Linked DNA regions of Mus musculus: all the other regions are linked to region 1. Evidence: chromatin contacts called from public Hi-C data. All regions are on one chromosome and are shown on one strand. The core of a region is the stretch at or near the end of the contact, and the rest is flanking DNA. Distances in the headings are between cores, read along the strand shown. Region 1 has its middle 410 kb from the start of 1700012I11Rik. Region 2 has its middle 190 kb from the start of Zfat. Region 3 has its middle 270 kb from the start of Zfat. Region 4 has its middle 360 kb from the start of Zfat.

Evidence for each region. A called contact is a pair of places that touch in the nucleus more often than the background predicts.
Region 2: a Hi-C map of bone marrow-derived macrophages shows a contact between it and region 1, with 18 read pairs. The contact joins two enhancer-like sites. A contact is called at or near these places in 3 of 15 datasets of contacts at CTCF or cohesin (the NIH/3T3 cell line, large pre-B cells and pro-B cells), 7 of 484 Hi-C or Micro-C datasets (the C10 cell line, the N1E-115 cell line, bone marrow-derived macrophages and 4 more) and 1 of 115 datasets of contacts at active chromatin or transcription factors (bone marrow-derived dendritic cells).
Region 3: a contact with region 1 is called in a Hi-C map of bone marrow-derived macrophages, with 4 times the contacts expected there. The contact joins two enhancer-like sites. A contact is called at or near these places in 1 of 15 datasets of contacts at CTCF or cohesin (large pre-B cells) and 3 of 484 Hi-C or Micro-C datasets (the C10 cell line, bone marrow-derived macrophages and large pre-B cells).
Region 4: a Hi-C map of bone marrow-derived macrophages shows a contact between it and region 1, with 2.2 times the contacts expected there. The contact joins two enhancer-like sites. A contact is called at or near these places in 1 of 484 Hi-C or Micro-C datasets (bone marrow-derived macrophages) and 3 of 115 datasets of contacts at active chromatin or transcription factors (bone marrow-derived dendritic cells, differentiating embryonic stem cells and fibro-adipogenic progenitors).

Annotation. Positions count from the first base shown.
Region 1 is chr15:67,635,024-67,637,698 of GRCm38.p6, reverse strand. No RefSeq gene overlaps it. Among named protein-coding and RNA genes, the nearest start is that of 1700012I11Rik, 410 kb to the right of the region's middle. Within about 2 kb of position 1,333, at least 25 of the 459 cell types and tissues checked have an H3K27ac peak or open chromatin away from gene starts, as enhancers often do. A contact at or near this core is called in bone marrow-derived macrophages and fibro-adipogenic progenitors, where this site is marked.
Region 2 is chr15:68,069,975-68,072,649 of GRCm38.p6, reverse strand. No RefSeq gene overlaps it. Among named protein-coding and RNA genes, the nearest start is that of Zfat, 190 kb to the left of the region's middle. Within about 2 kb of position 1,304, at least 46 of the 459 cell types and tissues checked have an H3K27ac peak or open chromatin away from gene starts, as enhancers often do. A contact at or near this core is called in bone marrow-derived macrophages, where this site is marked.
Region 3 is chr15:67,988,466-67,991,140 of GRCm38.p6, reverse strand. No RefSeq gene overlaps it. Among named protein-coding and RNA genes, the nearest start is that of Zfat, 270 kb to the left of the region's middle. Within about 2 kb of position 1,335, at least 8 of the 459 cell types and tissues checked have an H3K27ac peak or open chromatin away from gene starts, as enhancers often do. A contact at or near this core is called in bone marrow-derived macrophages, where this site is marked.
Region 4 is chr15:67,899,478-67,902,152 of GRCm38.p6, reverse strand. No RefSeq gene overlaps it. Among named protein-coding and RNA genes, the nearest start is that of Zfat, 360 kb to the left of the region's middle. Within about 2 kb of position 1,367, at least 70 of the 459 cell types and tissues checked have an H3K27ac peak or open chromatin away from gene starts, as enhancers often do. A contact at or near this core is called in bone marrow-derived macrophages and fibro-adipogenic progenitors, where this site is marked.

The DNA of each region.
Region 1 (2,675 bases), core at 84-2,583:
ATATCCATCCATAAAGCAAGCAATCTCATAACACTGTCATTCATGCAAATGCCACAGAGTACCATGGCAGAAAAAGAAAAAAAAACTTGATGAAAATAAGAGACTTCACAAGGGCCTGAAACTCAAGTTCTCTTAAATGGAGCATCATCTGTCTGCTATAACAAAGCTCTTTCCCAAGTGTGACGCAGAGCTATGGCCCCTTGCAAATGATTTCAGCTTACTCTGACTTAGAATATTTAGTTCATTTTTACAAGTGGAAATAATAAGCCCAGAGGAAATATTATGAAAATGAATCTGTAAACACTGCAATTGAATGTAATCGTGAGCAAGTCATAGCTTAGACTAATGAGGAATAAATTATGCTGCAATGCAAAATGAGATTTCTTTCTCAGCATGAATGCTGGGAGACAAAGCCCATGTGAATCTTCACGTAAAGATCCAACCGAGTGAGATGCTGAAATACTGACCCATGTTTGGAAAGAATCACAAATCAGCTGCCTGAGCTTGAACATGGTAAAAACATTACAACATCTTTGCAGGAACCACATTGTTTTGCACAAAATCTTTCTCAAACTCTACACCTTTCTTCTTTTCCACTTATAGAGGACATGGGCTCGTGAACTTCCTTGGGGTGCATATCACCAGATTTGCTGATCTGCATGCCATATTTTACCCCAAAGATACTGCTGCTGGCAGTGTTGGATTTGGGAACCAGGATTGTATTGCCTTTTCATTCTTTTATCCTTTATTTCCATTTAGATTAAAAATTCAATTCAGTTGACTCCATCTGTTAGGCCAGTTATTGTCTGACTATGATCACATTTTGTCTATCTGCTGACCAGAGAATTGACTTTTAAACTCTATTCTGCAGGTTTTTCTTATTTGAGATGCATTTCTACTCTGCATATCTGAGTTGGATACACCTAGTTAATGTTCTGGGTTTTAAATGAAAATCTGCCATACAAATTCCGGTCTCCATCATCTTTATCCTTAATCCTGATCTCTTAGCCCTAGCCCATTGTGAGCTATAGAACTAACTTTTGTACATGTGTAGCTCCCTTCTGATCCATTATCATCTGAACCTGGCAATGGCAACCAGTCTCTTCAGTGAGTCTCACCATTGTATCTACATGCTCTTGAATAGAGCTATGACAAAAGGAGCAGTGTGGAGATGACAGAGAGCAACTGAAAGGGCAGATCACAAAGTCAAAGTGACTTCTCCCTTGTACTGTTCTGGATTACATAATCTTTCAGATGCTTACTGACCTGCTGTGAGGACTCTCAAGAAGCCTCGTGGAGAGAGTATTTGAAGCTCCCTGCCAACATCTAGCTCTCATTTCCTGCCAACAATTTGTCAAGCATGACCATGAGTCATACTGGAAGTGGGTCCCATAGTCCCAGTCAAAACCTCAAGTGATGGCAATCAGGGCCAAAATTGAGACTACAATGTCTTGTCATTCCACAATCTAAAGTACTTTTTCCTTTTAAAAAATTTAGCCTGTGCATAGGAAAAGACAATGCCCAATTTGGAACAGGGATGTTAGGACTTGGTCCAAGTATCAGTGCCTCTCTTTACTATGGGCAGCCACTATCTCCCACAGCTCACGACAACCTGGCCTCTGTCTTCTCATCCTTGAATAGATGAAGGAGGAGGTCGAGCACCCTGTAGCAGAGAAGCATAAGTATGCAGCCTTCAGTAGCCATGAAGGATATACAGAGCAATAGTGTATTGCAGCCCTTAAACTTTTGCCCTGGGAAAAGAGTCTCTTAAAAGTCCCCATCCTCAGCCGGGCATGGTGGCACATGCCTTTAATCCCAGCACTCGGGAGGCAGAGGCAGGCAGATTTCTGAGTTCGAGGCCAGACTGGTCTACAAAGTGAGTTCCAGAACAGCCAGGGCTATACAGAGAAACCCTGTCTCAAAAAACAAAAACAAACAAACAAACGTCCCCATCCCCTTCCTTTAGAACTTGACTTAGCCAAATCCCTGTCCCATAATCTCTTGCTATACAAAAAAAGAAGCTGATCATAATCTTCAAAGAGAGGGAAGTTTAGAAATTGAAACAATTTAACTTAGATATTGGGTTTTGTTTTTAATACCTAAAGGATTCTATAGGCACATTTTATGTGCCTAAGACTTTTCACATCCACTATCAAAGAGACTGATTTACAAACCCATTGGTGGTTAATCAATAACAATTGCAAGCAAAATGTCCTCTATAGGTAACCTTCCATAAAGTCTGGGCTTCTCTCAGCTGAAGCCTAGTTAATCAAGAGATTCAGAACTATAAACTCGATGTGACAGTGGCACAAGGTGATGTTCAGGCTACAGTGTGACCTCTACAACTTGCCAGGTCAGTCACAGACTTGTCCTTGTACCTCAGCTGTTAAATGTGTCCAAAGACTGATCAGTACTAGAATCCAGATGACATAAAAAAGGATAGCAATTGAAATGGGAAGAAAATCATCTCCTGGCTTGTAAACCCAACTTGATCCATGGGACAATGACAGACAATAAATGTGGAGCTACATGAAGTCATTTTTATAGGTACTTTATGAGTATAATAACCAGGAGAAGGGCAGCCCATGCCTGAAGTGCAGTCATGGTTTATGGAAACGATCACCCTACTTAGTTCTTTCTCTGTATCTTCTTGTTGCATGTATCACAGAAAAATG
Region 2 (2,675 bases), core at 55-2,554, 430 kb before region 1:
CAGTACATCTTCACAGCTGCCAGCCAGGCCCAAGGCCAACATTCCCTTGCTATTTCCTTAGCTGGCAGGCTTTCCTGTTTTTGCCTTGTCCTTTGTGCGGACAATGGGGCCCGTGAAAGCCCAACTAGGTCAGATGGCTTCTCTACTCACCATTGTCCCATGGCTCCCCCTTCCTGAGGAGCACAGAATCCTGAAGTTGTCTTGTTCCTAGGGATGCTCTTTGACCACAGCTATCCCTGATTATCCTGTAGCAAAACGGCAATGCTGCCCACCCACCTCTGACTCTATCTCCATCAGCCTTCATCTCTGCCTTTATTTTTCACCTGTCTCTCTATAGCATGACTGGCCCCTGACCAGAATGTGTGGACCAAGAAGGTTCTGCTTTGCTCACTACTCAGCTGCATAGCAGCACAGCACCTAGAATACTGTTTCACATGTATCTGTTAGGTACATGGAGAAGAGATGAAGGCACTAACGTAATGTATGAGACCTGGTCTGATATGTGATGTCCACTGTATTCCCTGACTCCTCAAGACTTCATCAATAGCTCACCTGTCTTTCTACCCCATAGCCTGAGCTTTATAAGTTGTGTGCTACTCTGAGTTTTAAGTCCTGCCATGGAATGATCACAGAGAAAGAGAGGCTGCCCTTTGGCTGCATCACTGGACACTGGAGCCACAGACCAGGTCTCTGCAGTCTTCCCCATGGGGACCACATAACCACCACCATTCCAGAGTGCCCGTTTCAATTTGAGAAGAACACAACAGCGGCAGGGTATATGTCGTGTACCTCTTTTCAGCCAAAGGATGGGAAGTCTGCCCAGAGTTTACTGGGACAAATAGTCCTCAGAATGGGGATTGGAAAAATGGAATAATATGCATCCATTGTCCTCACCACACACTGCACTTCAGAGTGCACAGGCTTTGCTGAAAGCTAGCTTACGGAGAAGACAAGATTGCTGTGTGCAGTGCAGGAGGTAATCTCTCTGTATCCCAGGGGATGACTCCATCTGTCCTTCCTCCCCCGCGGCAGGGCCAGCCTGCGGAGACAATGGGAGGGAGGATAAATGGCCACATTGTAACTTATTTGATTTTGGATGGGTGGAAGGAAAGGCTTGATGTAGGGTGTCAGTGTCTGACATGAGCATGTCAGGCGCTGTGTGATGAGATAGGCAGGCACTTTTGGTTCCAGGCAGAGAGAAGGACAGGCGGGCACCCCTCCAAGGGGGTCACAGTAGGGACCAAGTGCTGGAAGCAGGGAGTGTGGGAGGATGCTGAACGGGGTCATTTAGTCACAACATGAATATTAATGAATGGCTATGAAACACACATGGAGCCCAGCCATGGAGTTCAGCACCATTCAGCTCCTGACTCTTCTTTGCACTGTGATAATAAAAGCTCCATTCGGCTGAGGATGGGGAGAACACCAAGATGACTCGCATTTCCTCTTAATCATCTCCAGGGATAAAACATGAACTGCCCATGTTGTGTTCTTAGCTGCCAGAGGCACTCCAATGGGATGGGATAGCTTCCTTTCCAGTGGCATCATTTTTTTTTTTTGGTCTATGTCTCTTATGTCCAGTTATTCTCAATGCCTGAAGGACAATCTTTGCCCTTTTGCTCTGGTGTGCCTTACTCTTGCAGGTCCCTGGTACGTGAAGCTGCTTGGCATTAAAATTTTCCAGAGCTGGTGATATAGCCTTTACTCTCACTCTTTCTGTGCAAGGAATAATATTCACAACTCCGATCTCTTGATATAATGTGTTGTTGGTAAAATGGAAGGGAAAGAGAGAACAGGATGCCTTTTGTTTATTTCAAACACCCCCCACCCAGCCAAATCAACACAAAATGGAAGGAATAGTCTGTTCTGCTGATAAACATTATTGTAACTTCTCATGAGTATATAGGGACATCCTTGTGGATGGATAATCAGAAACTGAAGTTCCCATTTAAGGTTGGGTCTCATACATACCTGCCTTTCTTTCTTTGTCTTCAGTACATTGATACCTTCCTGATGCTCCAGTTCCCAGGCGGTTTAGCTTCTCTGACCTCCAGGTTCTCTCCACTTACAGCTCCATTTTCTTTATCTCTTCTTTTCAGAACCCCACCTTTATTGATAAAACTTTGCTGGATCAAATGGCTCCCCACCTAATAGAGCTTACCTTCCTAACAGGGGTGCTCCTTTCTCAGCTGCAGAGACTCTGTACCCAGAGGGAACCAAGTCTTAGACTCTGCGGGAGCTTAGCCCTAATTCTTACTTCGTGGCTTTTTTAGTGGAATCCAGGAGAGCACTTAGCTACTGAGATATCATCAGAGGCAGACAAATGAAACTAGAATTAGATATATTAGGGAGTGTGCCCATGATGACTTCTAAGCTCTCTACCCCATACCATACTTGTGTGAATGGCTTTGGGGTTCTGAGGTTGTCAGTTAACAGATTATCCTGCTTCTTGTGGCTCAGATTTATCTCTTTACAGTTTATTCTGCCCCTTCAATGTAGCACCTGTGATATTCAGACTTCTCTCCTTCTGCACTCCTTTCTCAGCAGCCTCCAGTGTGTGTCTTTATGACCAGTGATGGCGAGGCAGGTGGGGACCTGTGTAGAGTGCTGATAGCAGATACCTGTCCTAGTTTGATGAGGTTAGTGATATGGTTCAAGGCACTGAGCTCCTCTTG
Region 3 (2,675 bases), core at 86-2,585, 350 kb before region 1:
CTCTTGTTCATCTCACATCACCGTATCTATTCACTATGACAGCAATATTTTCTAATTAGAAGATTCAGCATTCTCAGGAAGAAACTCTTGAGTGGCTAAGGTATCTGTGGAAATTCTCTCATTGGATCTGGGAGAAGAGAAGGCACTGATTTAAGCTGACAGTGATCTCCTCTGAGCCCAGTTATAAGTCAAGTATTGCTGAAGATGAGTAAAAACCACTAAAGCAATTACCAAGCATAGATTTTCGATAACTCATAAAGCAACAATAACAATGATATAGCTACCTCAGAAGTACTTTCCAGTCATGGCAAGATACAGCCCCATGGACAACCTTGTGTCTCAAGTAGTAAACATCTTTACCGATTTATTGTTAAAATTGGAAAATGTGAGATATTTCAAACTTAAAGAAAGCAAAAGTTTGCATTCCAGACTGTTCTCTGTTTTAAACATGTGTTGATATTTGATATTTCATTTTACTTGTGTGAGATATATATATGATGTATACCCATGTGTGTGCATAGCCTCTGGACATATGGAGGCCAGGAGAGGGTGTGTTGAGTGTCCAGATCTACCCCTCTATCACTCCTTGAAGGTAGGGTCTCTTGATGAATCTGGAACAAGGCTGGTGGCCAGCAAGCTGAACAATCCTCCTGTCTCTGCTTCCCATACCCCTCAATACTGGGGATATGGGTACAGCTACATTGACCTGTTAAATGGGTGGTGGGGATTTGAACTCAGGTTCCCAAGCTTGCACAGCAAACACTCTGACCCAGTCTCCCTTCCATCCACATTTTATCTTTTAGTCAGCTCAGCTGTTTTAAAGAATGGCAAGAGGCTGGTTTGTTCAGGTTTAATTTTTCACTGTCCTGGAGACCAAAGTCATTGGTCACAAATTTGACATGGCAAATGCTGGTGGTGTGGGGCTTGTGGGAAGGGTTTCTTCTGCATGGCAGACAGCTATCATTACATGGAAGAAAGTATGGAGGGGGAGGCAGGGAAGCTCTCATTCACCAACATTCCACACTCATTATCTAATTACCTCCCAGGGGTCAGATACAATTGCAGCCATGTTGGGATATGTGAACATTCAGTCCATAACACTGCTGTTTTGGCTTATTGTTTCTTAATAGGCTTATTGAATTTTATTTATATAACATTAAATTCACTCAGCTTGAATATACAATTCAATTATATTTAGTAACCTTGCCAAATGCAGCCATCACTGTAAATCAATTTCAAGACATTTTTTTTATCCGTACGACAAGATCACATGTGTCTATATTAATCCATGTTTCCAACCACAGCTCCAAGCAACCAGCACTTTATTTTTGGTTCTGTATTTTGCTTATTCTTGAGTTTCTTTTACAGAATTACGTAATATGAGGCTTTTTGTATCTGGCTTATTTCACTTAATGTCATGAAAATGAACCTCATCTGGTGCTGTGGCATGCATCATTATTGCATTTTAAAGTTGTTTTCTTATTAATTTATTTCTTATGTGTGTATACACATGCATGTCTCGATGTGTATGGATGTGGAGTTTGGAAGACTGGTTGCAGGAAGGAGACAGCTTTTGTTCTTCCATCATGCGGGTTCTGGGGACTTGTCAGGTCTGGTGTCATCTGTTTTTACTCAATGAGCCATCTCAATTCCTTATTGCTAAATCCTATTCACTTTAGTGAATACATTACACTTCAGTGATCTATCCCACAATTAATAGACACATAGCTTACTTGAAACTTTTTCTATTTGAACAAGACTGCAGTGAATATTCACATGCTATTCAACATTTTCCTTGCCCTTGAATAGAGAACTAAGAGTAGATCAGTGGCTCCTCTCAGGTCCGTGTCTAACATTCTAGAAACTGCTGGAATGTTTTCCAAAGTGTTTGCACAACGTCCTTATCACTGGTGATGTGCTATTACCCATGTTTCTACGTCTTCAGAATTCAGCTTTAATCCTTTTCCTGTATTATACTTACTCTCTGTGGGAATGTATTTTGCTGTGGTTTTGTTCATATCCCTATATTAGCACCTGCAATGTATAAATTAGCCATTTCATAACTGATGACACTTCTATGCATAATTTTCCCATCCTTTGATTGTTTTGTGTTATAGGATATATGTCGTTTTTGAAAATTATGGGTATGAGTCCTTTCTTGAGTATGAATTTTGCAAATATTTTCTACCAGTCAATTGTTTTATATGCTTATTTACTTACAACAGTCATTTGAAATTAAAATATTTGTCAGGTAGGCATATTTATTTTTAGTCCCAGCACTTGGGAGACAGATGCAGGGAGATCTCTTTGAGTCCTAGACCAGTCTTGTCTGTATAGTGAGTTTCAGGATAGCCAAGGCGACATAGTGAGAACTTGTCTCAAAGCTATATATATATATATATATATATATATATATATATATATGTATATGTATATGTATATGTATATATGTATATATGCGTATGCGTATGCGTATGCGTATGCGTATGCGTATGCGTATGCGTATGCGTATGCGTATGCGTATGCGTATGCGTATATGTATATGTATATGTATATGTATATGTATACACACACACACACACATACATACATACACACACACACACACACACACACACACACGTGTGTCTATACCTCACAGTTTAGGGATAATGGGCATGCACTGTCACACCTGG
Region 4 (2,675 bases), core at 118-2,617, 260 kb before region 1:
AGTTTTTCAATATGGAAATCTAAGGCTAAGAATGGTGAAGTCTTTTAATTATAGTAGTCAGGGTCAAACTTTGGAAAACTGGAAATAGAGCCAGGATTTCAACCAAAGACTTCCGAGTGTGCCTTTTTTGATTGAAGTCAGCTTGTCTAAACCCATCAGTGTGAATGACAGTTACAAAGCTGGCTAGTGTCTGTCATCCTTGTTTTGAATTTTTGCTGAGATTCTTGCTGTAACAGTAAGAGCATGTTCTTCTTCACACACATGAGGATGCTGAGGACACAGGATGTTATAAGCACCATAGTTTACAGACCTAGAAAGAGGCAGAGCCAGGAGACAATGCAGGAATCTGTCCTGTGCTCCATGGGGCTGCCTCTATGCTGAATATCTTATCCAATGGTCACTTCTGCAATGTCACTACTCTCTCCTGACCTAGGCCCAGATCTGCTTGTTGATTCCCTGACAGTGAATTTCTTCCACAGCTAGCCTTTGAGGTTGGGAAGAAGAGTGACAGACAGGAGTTTTCTCCTCTCTCTGTATGTTCACTTTGGCCAAGCTGACTCGTGATATTCATACAGGGTGGGGAACCAGAAAGAGCTGACTCCACCAGCAGCTGCACATGGTCCCAATCAGCACCAGGGGGCCCTGGGGGGTCTTCTTTCCTTTGCCAATCTACAAACAGATTGACATGAACTTGGCTGGCATGTCCTCTCCAAGTCCGGTGGGACAAGAGATGGGGCGTCATTCTCCCAACTTCTTTTCCAGATGGTTGAATCCAAGACAGAAAATGAAATGAGCCTGAAAATATGCTGCTTGGAAGAGCCCCAGGGTTCTGGAACATCATGATGGCTGGGCAAGAACGGTTCTCTCCCACGGAGTCAGGCTCGGTGGGACAGCCAGTGAGAAGAATAGATCATGCAATGAGAATGAAATTGCTTCTGGACGCAGGGCTTCAGCTCTGTGGTTTCAACTCCCATCAGCCAGCAGCACTGCGGCTTTACTCAAGCAGCACACTGTGCCATCCACTAAGCGAGTGCAAGAAGAGTCGGCAGAGGCAAAGTCTTCCTGATGAGTCCACAGCTGCATTTGGCAAGAGCACATTAGCTTGTGGAATCGGGCCGAAGAAGAGCCTCAAAATAATAAAAGGCAAGAATTTTGTTTTGTTCTTTTCTACAAAGTGAGTATATTCTACTTATATCACAGGTGAGAATGGTTTGAAGGTTAGCCATACTGAGGACCTACTGTGTGCTTACACAGGCCTATTCAGGATCTCTTCATTCTTTTAGAAAAGATGTTGTCATCAAGTGAATACACACTCAGTTACAGAAACATCGATGTTAGGTTACCCTGACCTAAAACAGCCAATCCTTGGCTGGGGTTTAAAGAATCAGAGGCAGAGTTCTGATGATGTGGCCTTGGATTCAGCTCTCTCCATAGTCAGACTCTTTCTTAAGATATTTCAATGTCTTTATTCAATCAGTATGAAGGGTGAGTGAGCTGAAAGCAGGCTTGATGCAAAGGACAGAGCCAACTTCAGACAGTATACTTTCTCCAGCACCAAAGATCTTCCTGCTGCTTCTGAATCGCTCTCCTGACCCCTGGGGCCAGTGCTGCCATGCTCAAAGAAAACGAAACACTCAATCTTCCTAAGATTTGCATGGGCTGGAATTTCCAGGAAACACTATTTCTTCCTAGGAGCAGCTCTAAAGCTGTGGGGAATATGAGAGGACATATTAAGACCTCAGCCCTCTTCTGCCTAGGGTTGGGATGATTCTGAGGTTGGATTTTAACTGTACTCCTCAGTTTATTCTTGGGACTAAGCTCTAGTGGCTCACTTTAGCAACTGTCTTAAAAACAACTCTTTCTGGTCCCTGATCCCGTCCTGGATCATGGTCCTTATTCCCTATCAATGTACCTTGTATTGACAATAGGCAGTTTGTTCTTCAATTCATTATGTAAAGCAACACTCACCAAACTGTCATGCATGGAACGGATCCAGTCTGCTGCTTGATTTAAATAAATAAGGTGTGGTTGCTTCAGTTACTTTTCTAGTGGCTAGAAAGAAGCAACTTAAGAAAGAAAGGATTTTGATCTCATGTTCAGATCCCACAGCACACCAGAGAGGGCATGGTGTAACCGAGGGACGACCATGCGTCATCTGCAGCAGCTGCAAAGTGAGAAAGCACCTCTTTCACATCTTGGCTGATTGGGAAGCAGAAAGCATGGGATCTGGATCTAAAGCAGGGCCTGGCCATAACCCTTTAAGGCTAACCCCTGGGGTTCCGTTTCTGCTGGCCAGACCCCACACTCAAAAAGGAGCAGCACCAGCTGGAAACAGGACCAGATGTCTAAACACGGGAGCCTGCAAGCAGGGATGATGTCATATGGTGACCATGGCCATGCATGGAGGGGATACTGATGAAATCACTACAATCACTAGTTTACAATGATGATGAATGGTTAAAAAGCCTTGAGAAGAGAGAATTTGTATAAAGGAAACTGACTTTGGAGGGAGAGCTGAAACCTCTAGTCATTGCTGAAGGAGGATCCTAAGAGTATACTCACTGCCTCACATACTTCCTGTTTATTTTTGATGAAGTAATAATAATTATTCCCCAAAGCTCTGTTAAGATGTTGCGGTCCTTGTACCTCCATGGGCTTTTCTTAATCTTTAAGCT